Linked DNA regions of Anas platyrhynchos: region 1 is linked to region 2. A link is a contact called in public Hi-C data. All regions are on one chromosome and are shown on one strand. The core of a region is the stretch at or near the end of the contact, and the rest is flanking DNA. Distances in the headings are between cores, read along the strand shown. Region 1 overlaps PCGF6 (polycomb group ring finger 6). Region 2 holds the start of CNNM2 (cyclin and CBS domain divalent metal cation transport mediator 2).

Region 1 (5,667 bases), core at 1,379-3,878, 190 kb after region 2:
ATGCCCTCTTGCCACAGCAGAACAGCTGGCAGTCCCAAAACTCAGCATGCTGTAGTGCGCTGCACTTCAGGGATGTGTTCCAACATGGGTGCTTTAATGCCTATTTATCCCGTTTCATGCCAGGGGACTCCAGCTGAACAAAAAACGTTTGCAGATATAAGGTCTGCAATTATGGGGTCGTGAGGGAAGGCAATTCTACAGCCTGTGCAGGGGTCTTCATCCCAAACCCTGCAATTCACCCAGCTAAAATGGAGGGGGCCCTGCAATTCTACAGCAAACATTCATACCCTTGTTAAGGCAGTATTCACCACAAAGAGACAACTCAGAACTGACAGCTCAGCTGTGTCCACCATAACACCAAGAAGGAGCAGTCCTCATGTTTTAGTAACAGGTACTGTTACCAGTCCTGTTATACTCACATTAATGAAGGGGACCCTCAGTAGTACCCTGCTAATCACCCACCCTTCCATACCCAGTAGTTGCATGGAGGTTTTTTTCCCATTCATAGTGCTCTGTGTGCTTTACAGAAGTTATTGCACTAGTTGGACACAGCTGAGAAGTGAGGAGTTCTGTTCAAGGTCATACAGTAAGTCAGGGAGAGAAATGAAGAGAGAATGCTGGTGTCCCAGAGCTCAGCTTACCCCCTCACAAGCTTCCTCATGCAGGTTCAACCAGCACCATTTTTGGTCTGTAGGTCATGGCACATAAAGCATCTGTTACTGCCAACAGCAGGCAAAATGTTCTCTCACGTCCCAGGAGGAAGTTGTAGGTTGCAGGTTCTTGCCAAGGTCATTAGGCTTCTCGCTCAGGGAATTCTTACCTTTCGGTCCCAGCTGTAGACAGGGAAGGACACACCGGTCCTTTATATAACATAGCACCTTCCGTCATCACCACCTACAGAAAAGCACACTGCAAGCAGCCAGCTCTGAGCACACCGTGACATCTTGGAACGACTGGTTGCCTCCCAGCACCGTGCGAGAAGGGTTCCAAAGCACCTCCCCCAGGAACACACTATTTTCTGCCATAATCTCTGCCAAATCCTCACCACCCACTTTTCTACTGTTACTGTTTCCCTTGGAAGAAAACAGACATCTTACAATTTCATTTCGAAATAGATTATTTCATCAAGCGAAAAGAAAATATAAGCTTTTTTCCATGTTTTTTTCCAACAGATCACTGTTGCTTTAACACAAATATATCATTATATTACATCAAACTCCAGTAAAAATGGTGATACAGTTTCAGCAAGAATTTTGCAGCTGCAGGGCAACCAATCACTATCACATTTCACCTCAGATAGGATTACCATTCATGGCTCAAAAACAAAATTTGACCTGTTCAGTGATTAAACTTGCATCTATGGCAATTTTCTGAAACCTCAGCAAACATAAGGATCTGTTAGCTCATTCAGCAGTGGTCTCAACAATAACATGGGCAAAATTCAACTTACCATCACCTTGCTTCTCTTTGTGCTGAATTGGTTAGTGTTACGTAAAAGGAGGTAGAAAAACAAATAGAAGCAAAAGTGATGAGAACGTGGTTTGCAACATTCTCTCCATCTCTCAGCAAGTATCTATCCCAGCAGAACAAGTATATTTTAAAGCAGTTAAACACTTAGTCTGGTCCCTGGTGTCCCCTCTCTATTAAATATGCAGCACATTGGAAGATTCATGTGGACAACTTATCTTCCCTTTAAAACAAAAGATAATATACAAAAACCTCCTACGTCTGTTAATAGTTCCTCTCTCAACTGCAGGAGCGAATCCCCACTCAGTGTCTGGATGGAGCACAGATTGCATAATGTGGCACACCACACTGAAGAAAAGCCAGAAAAAAGCCTGAGGCGTAATTTTGATTCGCTAGCAATTGATATCACACGTTAACATAAATCACTGCACATAAGAGCTGGATGATTCCCTGAAAAGAAACTCAACAGAATAGCATCAGACAGCTTGAGGGATTTTTCAGTGAAGCTCATCAGTTGTTTCACATTTATGGAAGTAAGTGTTAAGGGCTCTCCTGGCTTGTGTGCCTCTGTCTGGTGGTAATACAGATCAAGGCTGGGTACAATAGCAGCATTCAGAAAATACTATTTTATACATTGCCATCGCAGTGCCCCTCCATTTTAAGGACAGCTCTGCTGCACATTTCACTAGTCTCTTGAACCATATCTTGTTACACTCAATCTACATAAAACAAAACCCAGAACATAACCAACATGACTCATGACTTGATGGTAGCTTGATTCTGCATTTCTGAGAACTCCCGACACTAGGGCTCATGTTCTTCTCTTTTTGGGAGTTAGATCTATAAGGCAACTCAGAATTATGCTGCAGTACAAATAGTATTTAATTAAGTTCTGTCTTAGTCATGCCATTGATAAGTAGGTAACCAGAAAATGAAACCAGAGTTATTAAGTGAGGAAATGATATACTGTTTGTAAACTAACAAGTCCAAGCACACCTTCCTCTCGCTTCCTGAGTGTGAAGCTGGCTCATCTCCCATGAGGACAGAGATGCCATCCCATAGACGGTCTGCTGTTACAGCTCTTCTATCATCAGAACCAGAAGTGACTGGAGGAAAGCCAAGGTTAAAAGGAGACCAACAGAAATAAACAGCAGCAGGAGAGCTGAAAGAAGATTGGCACATTTTAAAGCAAGCAGGCTGATTATCTTTATGCAGGAAACTGCACAGCCCACATTTCAGCCTTGGCAACTGCCAAAGGTCACCCTCGCTGCATGCTGATGTGCCAAGCAGAGCCCCAGGGGGTGCAGCAGGAGCTGGAGAGCAGATAGAGCATCAGCACCTTTAGGGAATGCTCTAGGGTAGAAGAAAGCAGGATGTTCAGCCAGAAGGCTAAGCTAAGAATATGCTTTCTGAAGGCAACTGAGGAAGAAAAGAAGTGAACAAATGTGAAATAAAAGAGGTCACTAAGGGCTCAAATCAAAACAGCCTGGGTAACAAAATTGCATCGAAGCTTCAGTTGACCTCTCATTAAGCCACTGGAAGAGTGCAAAAGGGAGTCTTGATCATCTGCATTTTTACTAGCATGTGATTTACCCCCAGATAAACAGCAAAGATATTTCAGAAACAGTAGCTACCAATTTAGCAGACAGTTTACCTAGTTGATCAGCCATTAGTTTTTATTTATTAAAACAGAGACTGACATTCACCTCAGAGGCAGTGGCAATGTTGTCATCCTGAAGCTATGCACAAGTTAGTTAATTCAAATTTATGTCCTTCTACAATAATCCTATCAGCTTCTATACAGCTGGTTAGCTCTGGAAACAAGCCCTTCGGTAGGCATGAAGTTCAAGCCAGGAGTAGGAGAGAATTTGCAATGTAAAATGTGACTATACTGCTATTTTTTTAAGCACAGAGCTATATATAAACAAAACCGTAAGTAGTGATGAAACAAGAAGAGACAGTATTGTCAAGCCAGATACCTTGTATAAAGCCAGGATGATCAAAATGGCAGAGAAAGGCCTGGTTCACAGGGGACTTAACAACAACCAGAAACATGAACAAAAATAATTTAGTGGCTTTGGCAAAGAGATGGCTGTATTAAGCACAAAAAAGTCTTGTATCTACATAGGCCTTGTATCTGTGTTGAAAAATCAATTGGAGATTCTGGTATTAAATCACCTTTCACCATTAAACTGAAGTTTGTGATTCTAACAACCCTGGAGAACATCCAGCAATTTCAATATTAAATTGCTACAATTTTGAGGCTGACAGAGGTAGCACGGAATGGAAATACGAGAGCTCAATTTAAAATTGGCTAAAATAAACTTTATTTTACTGTTACAATATATAATCTCTTATCAACACAACTCACAAAGTGTTTACAAAATAATCCCATTTTCTGCTGCATTTTAAACACTAAGTTTGTACAAACTTTGAAAGTAAAATAGGAAACCATAGTTATAAATGTTTGTTAATTTTTTTAGAAGCATCACGGGAATTACTTCCACTAAGACTTTATCTTATGGTGTGATCTTCACAGGCAAAACTGAACATTTATTGAAAAGACCTGAGGAAGGATTCATGAAAGCTTTTTTTAGACAAAAGATCCCAGTATTCCTAGGTTGACAGCATAGCAGTGAATATGACAGGGAGCAAATGCTTTTGAGCTAGCTTAGGCACTCTGAAATGCCTTACAAAGGGATCTCCACCCCCTTTACTATATTGACCATCAAGGGAGCCTGGTACCTAACAGCAGCTTTCACAGATCTCTCCCATGTTTATGACTGAGAGCACAGCAAGACTGTAACATACAAAGCTCTGATCCTTAATGCTGCACAAGAAACAATAGAAATCTTACACAGAACTTGAGATATAATTATCACAAAACCCTAGCATTTTTACGTTATTATTTTTTTTTTTTTAAAAAAAGGTATCTATTGTCCTCTGGGAATCTGGTAGTAGTAATAGGCACGTATTATGTTATTTAACATACTCAAACCTGGTCTGCACTAATACACATTAGAAGGCGTGGAAAAAGCTACTATTTTTTCACTGCTGCTAGAAAGATGGGTGCTAAAATTAAAGAACCTGTGTTTTTGCTAGTCAAGTCATTTGACAGATTTTACATGACAGCAGAATCAAGCTGACAGTGATTATTGTAAATACAGCAAGCAGGTAGAAAGAGGTGCTACGTTTTCTTTTCCATGCATAGTTTAAACAGCTTACAGCCAGCTCATCTCCATTAAGAGTGGAGATGCACGATCCACCATTTGGTATAAGTCAAGCTACTAGCAAATTTATCTCCAGTGCAAACAAAATTGTTTTTCTTCAAGAAAAACAAGTAAATTTAATGCTACTTCTGGAAAAAATGTTTGTGATACATTATTTTCTACCTATTTTGGTCTGTATTTCAAGAGTTCCCTTCTCCCTAAATCACGTCTGAAGACAAATGATCACCATTCACTTTTTTCTACCAAATGACTGTCTCCTCCCCAGAATACATTATACTGCCCACTGAAGATCATCCCTGAGAGCACTATTCTAGCTAGACACTTAGAAAGTAAGCAAAATCCCATAGCTTAGAGGAAAAGGGCTGCTCACCCTATGAGATCTTGTGGTTTTAGGAAGTACTTAAAGAAATGCAGCAACTCTGAGCGTTTAAAGTCCCTGAGCTGAGTGAAATTTTAAGACAGTCATTTTTAACACAAAGCATAGCATAGCAACATCCACAGCTGTACCTACAGAAGCTTTTTTTTTTTTTAAACAGTGATAAAGTCCGATGTTAAATTACAAGCATACAGCAGTTAGCAGTGGTTCCTTTTACTTGCTTCCTGTCACAGAAAACACGATGGCCTTCTTTGGTTAGAAACAGCAGTGAAGAAGCTTGAGGACTTTGCATTCTTTCACCTTCTGATGTATTAGCAATCTAGGTTACGTTTAGCGGAGACACCACGAGGCCATAGTGCAGTACAAGTAAGCCATCCTAGAGAGAAGAGAGATAAACTGTTATCATATCACTTTACCTTCTCCACAAGGCATTTCCATCACAGCTCGGTATGACACTTGCATAGCAGAACTGCAGCTTCAACCTCACTCATTTCAGAGCATTCCCCTTCCATAAGAGGAATGCAATTTTTAAGTGTTATAATGGAATTGTCTCATTTTCATATAATAGGCTCCCTTTACAACTTATATTGCTTT
Region 2 (6,397 bases), core at 1,711-4,210:
TGCTGCCGCACCCCAGGGCTGCTGTGGCAGGAGGGTGAAGGTTGGTAGCAGCAGCCCTGTGCTGGATTTGGGGCTGGGGACGCTGCTGTCCCTTGCTAGAGGTCCCTTTGCCCCTGTACGTGCCCAGTTGGGGTGCTGGGGCTGGTGGCTGGGCAGCCCTGGGGTCTGTATGGGGACAGCTCCTCCCTGCTTTGGGGCGCAGCGACCACCCCAGCTGCTCCTCGCTGCTGCTGTGAGCTCTGGGCCCTGACCCCACAGCCCGAAACACTTTTATCTCTCTGCTGGCAGCCTCCCTCCTCATCCTCACGGCCATCCTTCCACACGGGCCAGCAGGGGTCATCAGTAGGCCGGGGAGATAAAGCCCTGCAGCTGCGCGTCCCTGGAGCACAGCCTTGCGCTGGGGCTTTTGGGTCCCTGTCCAAGCAGAAGGCATTTCTTAGATAAAAAAGCAGAGTGAAACCCCCCCCAGAAGCTCTCAGCACCCTCCTTAGGGCAGGGGAAAGCCACCAGGCTGATCCGCCATGGCGGCAGGGAGCGAGTGGTGGGGAAACGCTGCTTCCATGGGGGGCCTCGTGTTTCCCTGCGGCCTGATCCTAAATCGGCTTCTCCTCTGCCCTACAGGAGAAGATCTGCGACCCCTTCCAGCTGCTGGAGAAGCTGGCGGCCCCGGCTCCTGCCTGCGGTCCCGCTGCCACCTGCGGGCCCCGGGGCTGCTGCTGAGCGATGTCCCCATCCCGCTGGGTGCCAGCGGGGCAGGGGGCTGCGGCCTGTGTGGTGTGGGGTTATCACCAGAGGAAAAAATAGAAATAAAAGGCCGAGACGAAACCCTGTGGGGTTGGAGACTGCGGGGTGCTGTGCTTTTAGGGCTCGGTATGAGCACGGTGGGGACGGGGAGCACCCTGGGGGTCCCCTCGCTCCCTGTGGGACACACGGACAGGGATGGGAGCTGTGGGGCCCCTCATATGGGATTTCTCAGCACCCTGCAGCGTGTACCCCATGCACCAGTCCAGCTCTGCTCCGAGCCCCCCGAAACCCCCTGCACGCACACCCCATCCCGTAGCTTTTCCCGAAACCATCCCTCATGCCCAGGGCAGCCCCACAGCCTGTCCCCGGGGTTGGGATTTCTTCCCCCTTTCCCCGTGCAGCGCTGCTGAGGTTTATTTTTCCCCCGGACTCCATCTAGTGGGAAGCCCTGCGTGCTGTGCAGGCCTTGCACCTGCAGGGTTTTGCAGGGAAATGCGGCGGTTTTGGAAATCCCACACTGTGGCTGCAGGGTCCCACACCCCACACGTGTCCCACGTCCCACCCGCCCCAACACCATGTCCCCGTCCTGGATGAGCTGGGAAATGAGGGAACATTTCCATCCCTCCTCCTGCCCTGATCCTCCAGGAGGGACCAAAATCCCCTCCCTGCCAGCTGAACATCATCTTGTCCCCATCAGGCCGTGTGTGTGCAAGGAGAGGGAGATCCTTGGGGTTTTTACAAGTTTAGAGGCCTGTAAGGGCAGTTCCCAGTCACAGAAGGGATTTCCTGAGTGCCCCGCACTGCTCGCCCTGATCTCTGCCAGGAGCGAAATAGGGGAGCGATGAATCCCCGGTTTGGGGATTGAACCCATAAATAATGCCCATAAGTATGGCTTCCTGGAAAGTCACCTCGCCAGCCTGCCGTTTGGGTTCAGATGGGACCAGGAACCTGCAGGATGCAGTGCACGGGAACTTGCAAGTGGCTGGGTTTAGGGACACAGAGGGGTGTGCTTGGAGAACTGTAACTCCTCGTGTGTGTGCTATTTTATTATTTTGTTTATTTTTTAAAAAATATTATTTTGTTTCTTTTCCTTTTTATTTTATTTTATTTTATTTTATTTTATTTTATTTTATTTTATTTTATTTTATTTTATTTTATTTTATATTTTATTTTATTTTATTTTATTTTATTTTTTTACATTTTGTATTTATTTTTTTTCTTTCATTTTATTTGTTTTTGACTTTTTTGACTAGAAAAAACATACGTTGTTTGTGTTTTATTTTATTATTTTGTTTCTTTTAAAATTATTTTTGGTTTTACTTTATTACTTTATATCTATTTACTACTTTATTTTAATACTATATTATTTTCATTTCATTTATTTTTGTCTTTTTGGACTAGAAAAACCACTCAACATTGTTTGTGTTTTATTATTTTGTTTCTTTTTATTTGGAATTATTTTTTCTTTTTAAATTTTGTATTTATCTTTATTTTATTTTTGCTTTATTTTATTACTTTATTTTATTTTAATATTTTATTTATTTTTATTATTGTATTTCATTTCGTTTTATTTCAATTTCGTTATTTTATTTGATTTTAAATAAAATAAAATTATTTTATATAATTTTTATATAAAATATTATATAATTTTTATAAATATATATTTTTATAAAATTATTTTATTTTAAATAAAATTATTTTATTTTATTTTATTTTATTTTATTTTATTTTATTTTATTTTATTTTATTTTATTTTATTTTATTTTATTTTATTCTAATTTTGTTGCTTCCCCCTTCACACTCCCCCTGCTCCCGGGCCCGGCCCTTTGCCCTGTGTGTGCCCCACACGGCCGCCAGGGGGCGCTGCGACACCGCTCACGGGGCCCGGGGCTGTGACCGGGGGGGGGACACACACGGAGCCGGTCCCGGTCCCGTTCCCCATCCCCGTCCCCATCCCGCTCCAGCCCCCCCCCCCCCCCCCATCCCCTCTCCCATCCCCGCCCCGCCATTGGTCGCGCCCCCTCTTAGCCCCGCCCCCTCTCCCCCCACCCCCTCCCCTATTGGCCCTCACCCCGGGGCCGGCCCCGCCCCTCAGTCACGCGCCGCGGGGGGGGGCCGGCGGCGGGCGGCGATTGGCGGAGGGGCGCGCGGGAGGCCCCGCCCCCTCAACGGTTACCGGCCGGCCGTTGGCGGCCGTTAGTCGCGGCCCCGCCCGGGTGAGGCGGAGCGGGGCGGAGCGGGGCGGGGAGCGCAGCGCGGCTCCACCAAGGCGGCGCTCGGCTCGGCCCGGCTCCGGCAGTCGCCGCCCGTCGGGTCCCGCGGGCAGCCGCGCCCCGCCTGCCGCCAGCACCGCCGCCAGCACCGCCACCGGTGCCAACCGGGGCACGGCCGCGGGCGATGAGGGGCGGCGGCGGCCCCGCCGCCGAGCCCTGACTAAAGATGGCCGCGCTGCCCGGGGGGAACATGGCGGGGGGCGGCCGGGGGGCGCGGGGAGCGCCGCTGCTGCTGCTGCTGCTGCTGGGCTGCTGCTGCCAAATGGGCCGCCCGCCCGCCGCCTCCGCCGCTGCTCCGCCTGCCTCTTCCTCCTCATCATCCTCATCCTCCTCGGCGGAGGAGACGGTGATCATCGGGCTGCGGCTGGAGGACACGGACGACGTCTCCTTCATGGAGGGGGGAGCGCTGCGGGTGAGCGAGAGGACGCGGGTCAAGCTGCGGGTGTACGGGCAGAACATCAACAACGAGACCTGGTCGCGCATCGCCTTCACCGAGCACGAGAGGCGGCGGGGAGGAGGCCGGGCGACGCTGGCTGGAGACGGCGGGGGAGCGGCGGCGGTGGTGGGGAGAGGAGGAGGAGGAGGAATGGGCTCCTCGGCTGGAGGAGGAGGTGGTGGTGGTGGTGGTGGTGGAGGAGGAGGAGGAGGCGGTGGAGCCCCGCAGCGCTGCGGCATCCGCACGTCGGACATCATCATCCTGCCGCACATCGTGCTCAACCGGCGCACGTCGGGCATCATCGAGATCGAGATCAAGCCCCTGCGTAAGACGGAGAAGAGCAAGTCCTATTATCTGTGCACCTCCGTCTCGGCCCCTGCTGCCGCCGCCCTAGGGCCCGGGGCCGCCGGTGGGTTGGTGGGTGCCGAGGGACCCGCCGGCCCCCCGCCCTGGGGGGAGACCACCTGGATCTACCACGACGGAGAGGACACCAAGATGATCGTCGGGGAGGAGAAGAAGTTCCTGCTGCCCTTCTGGCTGCAGGTGATCTTCATCTCGCTCCTGCTCTGCCTCTCGGGCATGTTCAGCGGCCTCAACCTGGGCCTCATGGCGCTGGACCCCATGGAGCTGCGCATTGTGCAGAACTGCGGCACGGACAAGGAGAAGAACTACGCCAAGCGCATCGAGCCCGTGCGCCGTCAGGGCAACTACCTGCTGTGCTCCCTCCTGCTGGGCAACGTCCTGGTCAACACCACGCTGACCATCCTGCTGGATGACATCGCCGGCTCCGGGCTGGTGGCCGTGGTGGTCTCCACCATTGGCATCGTTATCTTCGGCGAGATCGTGCCGCAGGCCATCTGCTCCCGGCACGGCCTGGCTGTGGGCGCCAACACCATCTTCCTCACCAAGTTTTTCATGATGATGACCTTCCCGGCCTCCTACCCTGTCAGCAAACTGCTGGACTGTGTCCTGGGTCAGGAGATCGGCACCGTCTATAACCGGGAGAAGCTGTTGGAGATGCTGCGGGTCACTGACCCGTACAACGATCTGGTCAAGGAGGAGCTCAACATCATCCAAGGAGCCCTGGAGCTGCGCACCAAGACGGTGGAGGACGTGATGACTCCGCTCCGGGACTGCTTCATGATCGCTGCCGAGGCCGTGCTTGACTTCAACACCATGTCCGAGATCATGGAGAGCGGCTACACCCGCATCCCCGTTTTCGAGGGTGACCGCTCCAACATCGTGGACCTGCTCTTCGTTAAGGACCTGGCTTTTGTGGACCCTGACGACTGCACGCCCCTCAAGACCATCACCCGGTTCTACAACCACCCGCTGCACTTTGTCTTCAACGATACCAAGCTCGACGCCATGCTGGAGGAGTTCAAGAAAGGTGGGATGATGGCAGGGCCCGGGGGGTGGTGGGGAGCACCCCTAGTGAGGGGGCTCTGAGGGGATCCCTCGCTGTTTCCCCTCACAGAGGCTTTGGGAAGGTGCACTCGGAACAGAGGAGCCTGAATTTAGGCATCCTCCAGCTCCCTGACCCAGAAAGCTGACCCGTGGCTGGGTGATGGTCTGTGCCCCCTGCCTCTTTTTCCCCACTACCGGGCTGTGCGTGTGGGCATCGTGCCAAGCAAGGCTGCTTTTTTTTTTTCTTTTTTTCCACTCATCTGCACATTATAGTGGGAACTGCTGACACGAATACGCGCCCGTTACTTGGCTCAGTCCTCCCTGTGCTTTTTCAGCTGGCCTGACAGCGAGGAGAGGAGCGGGTGGGCTGCTGGTGTAGGTCACTCCTATCTTTCCGGCTTAGTGCGCACACACGTGCTGAGATAAACACGGCGTTCGCACTCCATTCATCCACTCGGCTGGCTGACTTCAGCCCTGTGCTCGTGTTACAGTTATCCTGATTGATGCTTTGATCTGGGAACCCAGAAATAGTTCCAGGGTCTTAAAATGTGTTTGAATGCACCTGTCTGGGTGGCACATTGGGGTTACGGGCCTTTTTACCTAGGCTCTCCTGTGCCCCAAGGACCACAGGCTCAGCTGTGCAAACACGTGAGCCCGTCTACAGCTCTGGTCTCGTGTGTGTGTATTCATTGCTTCAGAACTGGATGGGGGCTTTCCATCTGAATTGTGGGAGGTGTTCTGACAGATATGCATTAATTCTCATTATAAGCCTTTGCTTATGAGGAAAAAAACAACACAACTTTTTTTTCCCTTTTTGAATCCATTCCTCTCTGCGAGCCAAATAATGATGCAGGCTGTATGCTCTAAAGGAGCTTTAAAGGAAATAGCAAGTGAAATTCCAAATCAATTAGGTACTTGCAGACCATCATGCTGCTTAACTGAAGGTAAAGTGAGTGCCACAGACTGATCATAACCATGGGAGCTCAGAGCAACGTGCTGTCAGGCAGTTCTGTCTCTGAGAGATGATCTGACTGAAAGAGATGTTCATAGCTGCATTGGTACCACAGTTAGGCTAACAAGGAAAGGTTAAATTAGCCTTTTATCAAATGCAGAATTCTCTTGAAGATAACTTTGTAAATTGATGAACTTTTTTTCTGGATAACATTTAATTTTCCATTTAGATTTCCAGGTACTGGTTGGTCCCCACACTGAGCTTTGGCAGCATGGCATTTGATCTGTTTCTGCCTGCTTAACTCAGTTTAGGGGATTCAGAGGGTTATTCCGTTGGTATCCTCACTTTTCTTTCACAGATGGAAGGTGAACACACTCCTGCTTTTTGCTGACCAGAGCAGCAGCTGCTCTGTTTAGTTCCTTCTGCCTCAGTGTGGTGATGGGGAAATCTTACTCTGGTTCAGAGCTGTTGAACAGGAGATGTGGGAGAGCCTTGCCTGTGGTTTCTGTGCTGCAAAATCTGCAGCTCGGATCTGGGAAACTCAATTATGTCACTTAACTGCTGGCTGGTTAAGGTGGGTTCTGC

What was found. A called contact is a pair of places that touch in the nucleus more often than the background predicts.
Region 1: a Hi-C map of skeletal muscle shows a contact between it and region 2, with 2.7 times the contacts expected there. The contact joins the enhancer-like site here to the promoter of CNNM2 in region 2. A contact is called at or near these places in 3 of 8 Hi-C or Micro-C datasets (skeletal muscle and subcutaneous adipose tissue).

What each region holds. Positions count from the first base shown.
Region 1 is chr6:28,209,188-28,214,854 of IASCAAS_PekinDuck_T2T, forward strand. It overlaps PCGF6 (polycomb group ring finger 6), which reads right to left. Exons shown (of 10, transcript XM_072039759.1): 10 at 3,771-5,449. The coding sequence ends at 5,393. Among named protein-coding and RNA genes, the nearest start is that of INA, 10 kb to the left of the region's middle. Within about 2 kb of position 2,629, at least 2 of the 8 cell types and tissues checked have an H3K27ac peak or open chromatin away from gene starts, as enhancers often do.
Region 2 is chr6:28,022,701-28,029,097 of IASCAAS_PekinDuck_T2T, forward strand. CNNM2 (cyclin and CBS domain divalent metal cation transport mediator 2) reads left to right here and starts at 2,961. Exons shown (of 8, transcript XM_072039750.1): 1 at 2,961-4,843. The coding sequence starts at 3,184. It overlaps AS3MT (arsenite methyltransferase), which reads left to right. Exons shown (of 11, transcript XM_027459855.3): 10 at 1-40; 11 at 622-842. The coding sequence ends at 720.